Linked DNA regions of Macaca mulatta: region 1 is linked to region 2. The links are chromatin contacts, called in public Hi-C maps. All regions are on one chromosome and are shown on one strand. The core of a region is the stretch at or near the end of the contact, and the rest is flanking DNA. Distances in the headings are between cores, read along the strand shown.

Region 1 (5,628 bases), core at 2,347-4,846, 380 kb after region 2:
CAAGGCAACGTGAAGTGGAAGAACAGCAGGAGGAACAGAGCGATGAGCATGAAGCTGGAGGATGGGACTTCAGAGAGGGGTCAGTGGGGAGGCGGGGGCGGGTGAGTGTGTGTGTTGTGGCGAGTGGGGGTGTGTGGGTTGGGGGATGTGTGTGGAGAGGAGTTCGAGTATCACATAGGGCCTTGTGGGCCGCTGTAAGGACTTTGGCTTTTACTCTCAGTATGATGGGAGCCATTGCATGGTGTTGAGCAGAGGAGTGACACAACTTATGTTTTGAAAGCATCTGTCTGCTGATTTGAGAAGAGACTTAAGGAAGGGAGAGAACAAGGGTAGAAGTAGAAAGACCAGCTCTCTAGCTGTTGGATTCATCCAGATATGAGATGGTGGGGGCTGGGTTCAAGGGGCAGAGGTGGAGGACAGTAGAAACCTTGTGGTACCTTTGTGAAGGAGTGTCCCGGATATGAATGAAGTCCTGAGTTCTCTTAAGCCCTGTTCCTGTATGAGATCAAGGCTCCCCAGCAGGCATGAGCCCGTCCCTCAGTGGAAGCTACCAGATACAGCCATTTTAGGTAACACTGAGTGACTCTCCTGAGTGTGACTGCCCCATGCTTGGTCTGCAGCAGGGGATGGCAGTCATGGTGCACACATGGTGTGTGGGTAGAGTGAAGAGACTGGTCAGTGTTCCTGCCACATTGCGCTTCCCAACAAGATGCCAGTCAATGCCCCAAGGAAACAGGAAACAGGCTTACCCGGTGATTTCGAGGTCTGGACTCTGTGCCCGGCTGTGAAGGTGGTTGCAGGCAGCCCTCAAGCTGAACGATGCATTCGATTGGCTGTTACTCTGAAAAAGTACAGTTCTGATTAAACATCAGGAGACCTGTGTTGTAGGAAACTCTGACTTCTGTCTAGGACTCCCCAGAGAGTTGAAGTTCCTAGAAAACTTGTCTGTTTGGGGGAACAGAAGGCGATGTGTGTGTCCTGGAAAACCGGAGCCTGATGCCCAAATTTCTGGAGGCAGATCTCACTTAAAATGGTGTATCCCACTCTCCCTATGGGTACAAACCATACAATCAGTTCTGATGCCTGGTATGGAAAACATGATCCCTATCAGGGTTGAGACCGAGGCAGGGCACACTCGTAAACTCTGATTCTTCCCATGTGACTGCAAGCTGGGCTATCCGGGTGAGGCTGGCCCAGGGCCTGGAGTGAGCATCGTGCTGCTCATGCTCTGAGCCGCAGTGCCCTCAGCAGCCTTTTCATTACGGTGGTGTTCAGAGACAGCCTGTGGCTGCTGCAGCCCTTCAGAACCTGGCGCAGCTGAGGGAGGCAGTCGCTTAATCTGATTTATAGGCAAGGCTCATAAGAGTTGCACTCCCCGCACGGCCCACCTCATTTGCTGGTCCACGGTCAGAGCACACTCCAGCTGGCAGGCTAAGGGTCCTTTTTAAAATAACAATTTTATTGCAATTTAACTCACATGCCATAGAATTCAGTGGTTTTTAGATATTCACGGAGTTGTGCAACCATCACTGCTATGTAATTCCAAAACATTTTCATCATCCCCAAAATAAACTTCACACACATTAACAGTCATTCCCCATCCCCAGGCACTGGCACCACTAAACCACTTTCTCTCTCTATGGATTTGCCTATACTGGACATTTCATAGAAATGGAATCATACAATGTTTGTCCTTTTGTGTCTGGCTTATTTCACTTAGCATAATATTTTCAAGATTCATCCACATTGTAGGTCCATTCATTCATTTTTATGGCCAAATAATAGCCCATTGCATGGATATACCACATTTTATTTATCCATTTGTCAGTTGATGGATATTTGGGTTGTTTCCATTTTCTGGCTACTATAAATAATGCTGCAATGAGTATTTGCATACAAGTTCTTCTGTGGACATTTGTTCTTATTTCCTAGGTTTATACCTAGGAATGGAATTACTGGGTGATGTGGTAACTATATTTACCTTGTTGACAAACTGCCAGACTGCTTTCCACTGTGGCTGCACCATTGTAAATTCCCACAAGCAATGCTCAAGGGTTTCATAAGTTTTTCAAACAGACAAGTGAGGCACCCTTAGCCCAGGCTGCAGTGTGGGCATTCAGCTCTTCCCAGCTCCCGTCTGCTTTGGTTTGAGGAGTCTGGTCTGGAGTGCTGGCAGACCTCACCAAGGTTAACAGCAACAGCTCCCGCCACACCTTAGCAGCCTGCAGAGAGGTCTCTGGAAACCTCATGATGGCAGTGCATGCATACCACAAGCGGGCCCTCCACCTGCACCATCTATAATCCTCATGACACGCCTCTGAGAGTGGTCTGCGTCTTGAGGATTGTATCCACTTTACAGATGAGAAAGCTAAAGGTTGGAGAGATTAGGAGACTTGTCCAGAGGTGACAGAGCCAGGATGGCAACCCAGTGTGTCTCCTCTGAGCCTAGGCAGGAAGGACATCAGGAGACCTGATGGCCTTTGATTTGTGTTCTGATGCGAAAAGGGGTCAGGTGACTGGACCTCCAGATAGATCCTCTGGTTGAACAACTCTCTACCCTGAAAGTCTAGTGCTGCTCATGGCTGCAGAAATCTTCACAGGTTCAGAGTCAACACCAGTGTCTGCAGGAGCAACGTGTTCTGAGCATGTCCTGTCTTTTGAGGCTTGAGTTAGGGGTCTGCAACAGCCCCTGGCCTCCTGCACCCCTGCCAAGCCCAGCACACTGCTTTGGGCAATGCAAGAGGCAATGTTTATTCTTTTCGCTGTTCTTCACACATCCCCTACATATCTGCTGCTCCACAAAAGCAGCCTCATCCTGGCTGTAAAGTGCCTTCCAAGCAGAGATCCTAATCACTCAGCGACAGCCTCTTCCCAAAGGCTGAGGGGCTGCAGTGACCTATGTTGGCCAGCAGGGGCGTGACTCCTCTATTTGCCATTTAGCGTCCAGTGAATGGTCCAGAAACGCCTCTGGTAAAAGACTGGGTCTCCCTTCCCTCCACCTTCTCCCAAGCTTTTCAGGGTATGTGGCCTCAATGCCTGAGGAGAGCAGGCACAGGGCATCCAAAGTCAAGATTCCACCCTGTGGCCACCCCAAAATACCAGAGCAGCAATGTGGTAGCTGGAAACCAGGGAATGTGGCGGCACCAAGCCTTCTGGAGGAGGGAGTGAGCGGCTGCCCCACCCACAGGTGGCCTTTTCCTGAAGGGCCCAGGACAGCTATCCTGGCATTTTGCCAAGCAAACTATGGCCACTGACCAAGACAGCACCCAGCTGGGCTCAGAACTGGGTAAGTGTCCCTGTAGTCATAAGGAAAATCACTTTACATTTATGGAATGCCTGCTACATGCCAGATCACGTGGGGTCTTCACATTTATAATTCTATTTAATGTAGAATTTATATGTGTAAATTTAGTTGACATATGAAGAACTGGGGCTCAGAAAGGGTGGGAGGTCACACAGCTAGTAAGTGGCAGAGGAAGGTAGGATCTGAAAGCAGATCTGACTTTTAAGCCCCTGTGTGCCAGGAGTAGAGTCTGACAAGCCTAGTAAGAATAGCTGAGCCTTGGCCAGGTGTGGTGGCTCACGCCTGTAATCCCAGCATTTTGGGAGGCCGAGGCAGGCAGATCACTTGAGTCCAGGAGTTTGAGACCAGCCTGGCCAACATGGTGAAACCCCAGCTCTACCAAAAATACACAAATTGGCTGCACATGGTGGCTCAGGCCTGTAGTCCCAGCTACTAGGGAGTCTGCAGTGGGAGGATTGCTTGAGCCCAGTAGGTCAAGGCTGCAGGAAGCTGTGAGCGTGTCATTGCACTCCAGCCTGGGCAACAGAGTAAAACCCTGTGTCAGAAAAAAAAAAAAAAGGAAATTAAAAAGATAGCTGAGCCTCTTGTTCCTCCCATCCCCAACACTGCCTCAATCTTGTGGTTGCTTTGAAAGAAAGGGGCAAGGCTGGGAGCAGATTCAGAAGGGGAGGATAAGGACAGAATTTGCAAGCTCGTTTATTTAGGAGCTGGTGAAATTTAGAAGGGTTGAAGGAGGCCTCCGGGATGGCGACCTTTCCCTGAGCAGCACATCGGTGTTACCAGGCACCGAGAGAGAAAGATAAAAAGGAGAATAAAGAGGAATAATGGGAGGTAGGGAGATAGAGAGAGGCTGGTGGCCTGGAGAGCTTGCAGGGGACTCCCTTGCCTGGGGGGCTGGCAGGAGCAAGCACAACCTTCATTCTCTCCAGCAGGGCCAACAAAGGGCAGCTGAATCACAGTATTTCTCAAGAAATAAAAATTCCTAGCACACCCCTGGAGCCTCGGGGAGAAAAACTGACAAGGTGTTGATTGAAAACAGACCGCGTTGGTGTGCGCCCGCAGGGTGAGGCCTCGCTCGCACAGGTTCACAGCGACACCTAGTGGTCTCCTGGGGCACCTGCCGCCTCTGCAGAAATAGCAAGAGCGGTGGGCCACGGGGTGACTAGGTTCCTGGAGGAGATTTGGGGTCCAAATCAGACATTTCCTCTTTTCCCTTGCTGTAAGCGCGCATATTTTGAACAACTATCTACCCTCCCACTTTGTGAAACATGTCAGTATTCTGAGGAGAGTCAGGGGTGGGGCCGGGGGCCATTGGTAAAAGACTGGACTTCCAGGTTGGACACGGTAGCTCATGCCTGTAATCGCAGCACTTTGGGAGGCTGTAGGTGGACGGATCACTTGACGCCAGGCGTTGGAGACCAGCCTGGCCAACATGCTGAAACCCAGTCTCTACTAAAAATACAAAAATTAGTCGGGTATGGTAGCACATGCCTGTAATCCCAGCTACTCAGGAGGCTGAGCCAGGAGAATCGCTTGAAGCCAGGAGGAGGTTGCAGTGAACCAAGACTGTGCCACTGCACTCCAGCCTGGGCAACAGAGCGAGACTCTGTCTCGAAAAAAAGAAAGACTGGGCTTTCTAATGTTCACCCAAGACGAACCAGTTATGCATATCCAACTGGCTCTGCACCATCTAGATTTTCTGAAGTGGTCACTATTTCCTCTAATTTTATTCTCTTCATTTATTCAATATAACTAAACGTATTTAATGGTGAAATCTTCAGACGGCTTTTACACAAATGAATTCTCCAGTCAGAGAAATTTCTTTGTTGTTGACCTGCTCAGAAAATAGAACGATTATACTTCTATATTAGGGTCAAAGACCTTGCTGTCCATAGTGACCCTGATCAATAAATCTGCTTAGAAATGAAAACAATGCATCTCTTTCTGGATAATAGCACTTGAACATTTTGTTCCCTCCCTGGCCTCCTCTCATGCAATTTAAGCCTTGGCCAACTTCCTTGTCTGAAGGCTCCCTGGAGACAGAGCATGTCCAGTGTGAGCACAATGCCTGAGACATCATTGATACTCAAAAATGATTTCTTACTGATTGGCTTCAGCTCCTGATGGAGCAGCAGACGCCACAGTTCAGCTCCTGATGGAGCAGCAGACGCCACAGGAGGAAGGGAGTTCAGTCCCCTGGGAAGCGCTGCCAGAGGATTCCAGACTCTGAAGGGAAATTATTGGACTAGCAAGACCCTTGCTAGGGGGTCCCTATCTGCAACCCAGCTTCTTGTTAATCGCTGGGGATGACTTGTGGTTAAGTG
Region 2 (5,849 bases), core at 2,021-4,520:
CCAGGAGAGTTTTAAGGATAACCCTAGACCTAATCAACTGCACCTGCTCAGTGCCTTTCCTCCGCAAATGAGAACGAAGAGCCACACAATTCCAATGAATGGCCATTGAAATTCACATCAATAAGGAAATGTTATCAGAGCCTGGGAGGATAGGAATTGAGAACGTAGAGATTAGGAGGCAATTTGATTCTGCAGGGAGCGCTGGTGCAGGGTGAGGCAGAGCCCCAAGTACCCTGTCCCCAGCACTGGCCCAGAACAGGCTCCGCTCTGGAGCAACAAGCGGGAGCGCTCCCCTCGGCAGCCACCAGAGGTCATTGGTTCCTGCTGTTCGAGCTGCAAGCTGCTCTGCAGTGCCTTCCAGCCAGTACAGCCCAGACAGTTACTGTTTCCCAACAGTGCTGGAGGAAACACTGACCCAAGGGGAGACAGGGCAACTCCTTACAGAACACCCTCCATCCCCCTGCCAGGAAGGCTGGGAGCTGGCACCTTGAGCAGAGACCCTGGGCTGCCATCCTAAGCCTTTGGCCTTCAAGAAGCTTTTTCTGAGCACGCTGAGAGATAAGGAAAAGGCAAAGCATCCCAGGCTACTTATCAGTGCTCCAGCTTCTGGCCAGGTACCCTGACACCTGCTGCTCCCAGTTTCCTGCCAGAGGAAAAGCCCCCAGGAGCACCTTCCCTCCCCCGGGCATCACTCACTTACTCTGCTTTTTCCTTTTTTGGTATTAGAATCCAGTTCTGGGCAGGCAGCCTTGCACCTGAACCACCTCCATCCAGAAAACAAAGCACATTTTCTTTTTAAACCTTCAAGGGTTTATTTTGAATGGCATTTTTGCCATATTAAAAAAAAAGTTTGGTCTTCACACTGACCTATAGCAAACTCAGAATATTCTTTGTCCCAAATTAAATAGACTTTTTCTTTTTTAAACTCTATGTTAGCAACATCAGGCCGGGTGCGGTGGCTCAGGCCTGTAATCCCAGCACTTTGGGAGGCTGAGGTGGGTGGATCACTTGAGGTCAGGAGTTGGAGACCAGCCTGTCCAACATGGTGAAACCCCGTCTCTACTAAAAATACAAAAATTAGCCGGGTGGTGTATGCCTATAACCCCAGCTACTCGGGAGACTGAGGCAGGAGAACTGCTTGAACCCAGGGGATGGAGGCTGCAGTGAGCTGAGATCGTGCCACTGCACTCCAGTCTACAAGCCAGTGGGAGACTCTGTCTCAAACAAACAAAAACAAAAACAACAACAACCGAAAAACTATGTTAACATCAGCATCCATTTAAAAATCGACTCTTCCCCGACATTCAGTCACTCACAAGTGAATCTGACTAAAGTCCACCTCTTAAACAGCTGTTAAAAGGTCCAGGCTTCAGCATCGCTTGCAACCTTTCCGGCTTGGCCTTTCTATGTGTTCTAATCTGTTTGCACTCAGCTACCAATGCAAATCTGACCATGAAAGGCTTTGTGGGTGGCCCATGGCCCAGAGGTCCAAGTACCACCTTCATAGCCTGGCCCACCCCACCCCTCCTGCCCCAGCCACCTTCTCCCCTAGCCTCTCTGGACTTCTTTCTTCTTGAACACCAGTGCTCCGGCCTGGCTCTGTGCCTTTCCGTGGGCCGGGCTCTCCTGCTGGTGTGCCCTCCCCCATTCTCCGGGTGAACACTCCCCCATCTGTCCAGATCCGGAGGAAACAGCCTCTTCTCTCCCAGTGCCTGCTGTTCCTTCCTGGGTGTTTCTGCTGCACTCATCATGTCCTATGGCAAGGTTTTATTTCTACATCTATGTGTCCTGACCAGACTGTGAGCTGTCTGACAATGGGAACCCCGTCCCAGTACACATGTTGCTCTGGAATTATCCCAGCAGCCTATACATTATCTAGCATTTAGGAAGGGCTCGATAAATGTTTGATGAATGAATTAATGTTCTCGGTGGAGGTTAAATCACATAACACAGTAAAAACCAAACTGGCACCCCACCAATGCTCGGTAAGAACAAATGCTTTAGGTGGGGATCGGGCTGTGCTGCTTCTCCTCTTCTGAGAAGAAACTGGGCGATGATAAAGGTGAAGTGTGCGCTCATAGCGGCACATGCTGCACACCTACCACGTGTGAGCAGTGAGTTATGCACTCACGTGCAATACCGTGTTTAATCTCCACCCCCAATTTCATAGATGTGAAGCCTGAGGCTGAGAAAGGTTGCCCCAGGTCATTCCACAAAATGAAGGGCAGAATGGGCTTGACGTCAGGCAATACTGAGGGTGGTGCTCTTTATTGCAGCACTGGAAGCCAGAAGGCCAGGGATCAAGTCTCAGCTCCTCTGCTGTCCCACTGTGTATGTAATCTCAGCCCATCACTTCATCTCTTTGGGCCTCTGTTTTCTTATCTTCATCACAAAATAGTCTTTAGGCTCATATAGGACTGGGCTATGAAAACATCTAAAAATCATAATGAGCTATGCAGCCACAAAGGACCATGGTTACTAATCTCTGTGGCTCATCCCTCTTCTTTCCCTCAGGCCGTTTTTTTTTTTTTTTTTTTTTGAGATGGAGTCTTGCTGTGTTGCCCAGGTTGGAGTGCAGTGGCACAATCTCAGCTCACTGTAACCTGTCTCCCAGGTTCAAGCGATTCTTGTGCCTCAGCCTCCCGAGTAGCTGGGATTACAGGCACACACCACTATGCCCAGCTAATTTTTTTTTTGTATTTTTAGTAGAGATGGGGTTTCACCACGTTGGTCTTGAACTCCTGACCTCAAGTGATCCGCCTGCCTCGGTCTCCCAAAGTGCTGGGATTACAGGTGTGAGCCACAGCGCCTGGCCGCTTCAGGCCATTTTCTTCCTTCCCCAGCTGTCTTGGTCTTACTTTCCCTCCCTAGGCTGGATTCCCTATTTCTGAGCACTTCTGTGACTTCACAAGTTTGGCTGCAGTTTACACCCAAGGAGCTGTCCATTGTCCTTACCTTTGCTCATCTGAAAACCCAGTGAGCAGGCAGCACTTACATGTTTAAATTCCCATGGCCTCCCTGTCCTGGAAGGGACACTATGCCCCTGCCTGCAGCCCCCAGATGCTTGAATATTCTGGTCTGTCTACCTCCCCACCCTCTCTTTCCCCTTCCCCCTGAAGTCCATTACAAAAACATTAAACTTCTACTCTGTAGGCAGATAAGTGGGAGCCACCAAAGAGTTGTGGGCAGAGCAGGGGCTCACATCACTCTGGTGGGGTGTGCGGGGTGGACTGGAGGATGGGCAGAGCGAGGGGCAAGGAGGCCAGGGAGAGGCGACTGCAAGAATCCTGCTGAGGAATGCAGGGCAGTCACAGGGGTAGGGCCCTTGCAGTGTCTGCGGCTCCTCGGGTTGCTCGTATTTCACAGCCTGAGATGACTCCCTGTGTCTTCAGGGAGCCATCAATCCTGAGCCTTGGTCTTGCCCCCAGTTCATGCCAGCACCAGGCAGGAAGAGATAAGCCGCCCAGTTTCTCCCACAGGCGTCTGGCCGGGGCCTCTCAGTGATCGCTTCCCTCTCCATAAAGCGCTGGGAAGACTTCCAGAGCACTTCCACTCCCTCAGCCCCAGTCACTCTGGGAGGACCCGCCTGGTAATTCCAAGCATTTGGAGAGGAGCCCCGCCTACCTGGGGAGAGGGAGCCCTCCCCCACCTGCTGCAGGGCACGCACGGGAGGCCAGGGAGCCTGCTGATTTTTCTTTTGCTTTGGCTCATTTTCCTCCTGGAGCAGCAGGCTCATCTCCTGCATTTTTAATAGCTGAGCATATTTAGCATTCAACACACACGTGTGGGTTGATAAGGCCCAAAGAGAAGGCAACAAGCCAAACAAGCCATCCAGGGGAGGAAATCCTCCTCCTACCTCCTCTCTGCCTCCTACCCACCTCAGCCTACATCCGTGGGTCTGAGTTCCCCATCAATTCGCCAGGCCAGACCAGGGTAGCCGAAGTGACAGCAGCTGGGAGAGTCAGACTGGTTGACTCGGTCACTGTGCCAGGGTCTGGTCCCATGGCTGAGCGGGGACTCATAAGTAAAGGCTGAAATGCTCATTGTAGCTCAAAACAGCCAAACAGCCATAACTCTTTCTTGATTTTTACCTGGGGACCGAGTCATCTTGCCCACCTCCCTCTACTGTCATCAACTACATAGATGTCAACGCTGTGGGCTGGTGGCCAGGTACCCCCGACCTCTGGCTCCCATAGGGGTGGTCCCCACTGTCAGGACAGTGAACCAGTGGAAGGGGCCTCTGAGAGGCTGAGTGCAGGGCTGGGGATGCTGGGCAGCCTGTGAGTGCTGTCAGGCAGATCTGCAGGGGACAAACCTGGTAACATGGCAATGCTCTCTGTGTTTTCCCCTTTCTTCTTCTTTTTTTTTTTTTTTGAGACAGTCTCGTTCCGTCGCCCACGCTGGAGTGCAGTGGTGTGATCTTGGCTCACTGCAACCTCTGCCTCCCAGATTCAAGTGATTCTCTTGCCTCAGGCTCCCAAGTATCTGGGATTACAGGTGCCTGCCACTACACCCGGCTAATTTTTTGTATTTTTAGTAGGGGCAGGGTTTTGCCATGTTGGCCAGGCTGGTCTTGAACTCCTGACTTCAGGTGATCCACCCGCCTCGGCCTCCCGTGCTGGAATTACAGGTGTGAGCCACCACGCCGGCCTCCCCCTTTCTTGTAATGCAGTTTTTTTTTAAACCTGCTCAGCCACATAAAGGAGAAAATAACAAAACCACAGACCATTTAACCTTGTGCTGGAATGCCAGGAGGTCAGCCTGATAGAGTAGTGTTTTCATTGCTGTACGTGTGAATTTAAGCTATTTGGAAAGGGCAGCCCTAACCTGCTGTGAAATCTAATCTAAGGGCCACGGTCCAGCATGGGTTGGCACCGCTTATGCTTTCTTGGCCAGGAGGGGGCGATACAGAGCTCACTTGAAGCAATGGAACCGAACTTAGGCAGGGGGCTCTCTGCACCGCCTGATGGAGGTCTTCCAGGTCTGTTTCCACCACAGACCCAGCAGCACTAGGCCAAGGGGAGAAAGGAGCTGGAATTTAGCAACTCCTGTTGGGAGTATAACTTTTAAAGAGATTAGAGGAGCCCAATTAACACACCATTGAATTGTAAAAACCAGAGGGCCCCACCCAGAGTCAGTGGCCTATGTGTCTAGATCCAGCAGCCACTAACCACTTCAGGCTACTGAGCATTTAAAATGTGGCTACTATGGGGGCCAGGTGCTGTGGCTCACACCTGTAATCCCAGCACTTTGGGAGGCTGAGGTGGGTGGATCCCTTGAGCTCAGGAATTCGAGATGGTGAAACCCTAACTCGACAAAAAACACAAATATTAGCCAGGCACAGTAGTGTGCGCTTGTCGTCCCAGCTATTTGGGAGGTTGAGTTGGGAGGATCACTTGAGCCCAGGAGGTTGAGGCTGCAGTAAGCTGAGATCGCACCACTGTACTCCAGCCTCAAGCTGGGTGACAGAGACCCTGTCTCAAAAATAAAATAAAATAAAATAAAAAGGTAAAATAAAAAGTGGCTACTGTGACTGAGGAATGGGATTTCAAATTTCATTTAAGCTCAGTTCATTGAAATTTAAGAACAGATACTTGATTCAGTAATTAGAAAATGTTTAAGTCTATTTAAAACAACTTGGGTATGTCAATCTGTTTTATAATCTCTAGTTTTTATGAAATCTAAAAATGGGTCAAATATTTCTGATGAAAATTTAGTGTCCAAATTGAGATGTGCTGTAAGTGTAATAAAACACATGCAGGATTTTGAAGACTTATGAAAAGAAAATAATATAATCTATCTCACTGATTATATGTTGAAATGATAGTATTTTGAATATATTAGATTAA

Evidence for each region. A called contact is a pair of places that touch in the nucleus more often than the background predicts.
Region 1: a contact with region 2 is called in a Hi-C map of fetal cortex germinal zone, with 7 times the contacts expected there. The contact joins two enhancer-like sites. A contact is called at or near these places in 7 of 14 Hi-C or Micro-C datasets (blood, cortical neurons, fetal cortex germinal zone and 3 more).

The regions. Positions count from the first base shown.
Region 1 is chr3:145,635,460-145,641,087 of T2T-MMU8v2.0, forward strand. No RefSeq gene overlaps it. Among named protein-coding and RNA genes, the nearest start is that of SYPL1, 72 kb to the right of the region's middle. Within about 2 kb of position 3,597, at least 6 of the 40 cell types and tissues checked have an H3K27ac peak or open chromatin away from gene starts, as enhancers often do.
Region 2 is chr3:145,253,966-145,259,814 of T2T-MMU8v2.0, forward strand. The region is part of intron 4 of ATXN7L1 (ataxin 7 like 1); the gene reads right to left. Among named protein-coding and RNA genes, the nearest start is that of EFCAB10, 73 kb to the left of the region's middle. Within about 2 kb of position 3,271, at least 6 of the 40 cell types and tissues checked have an H3K27ac peak or open chromatin away from gene starts, as enhancers often do.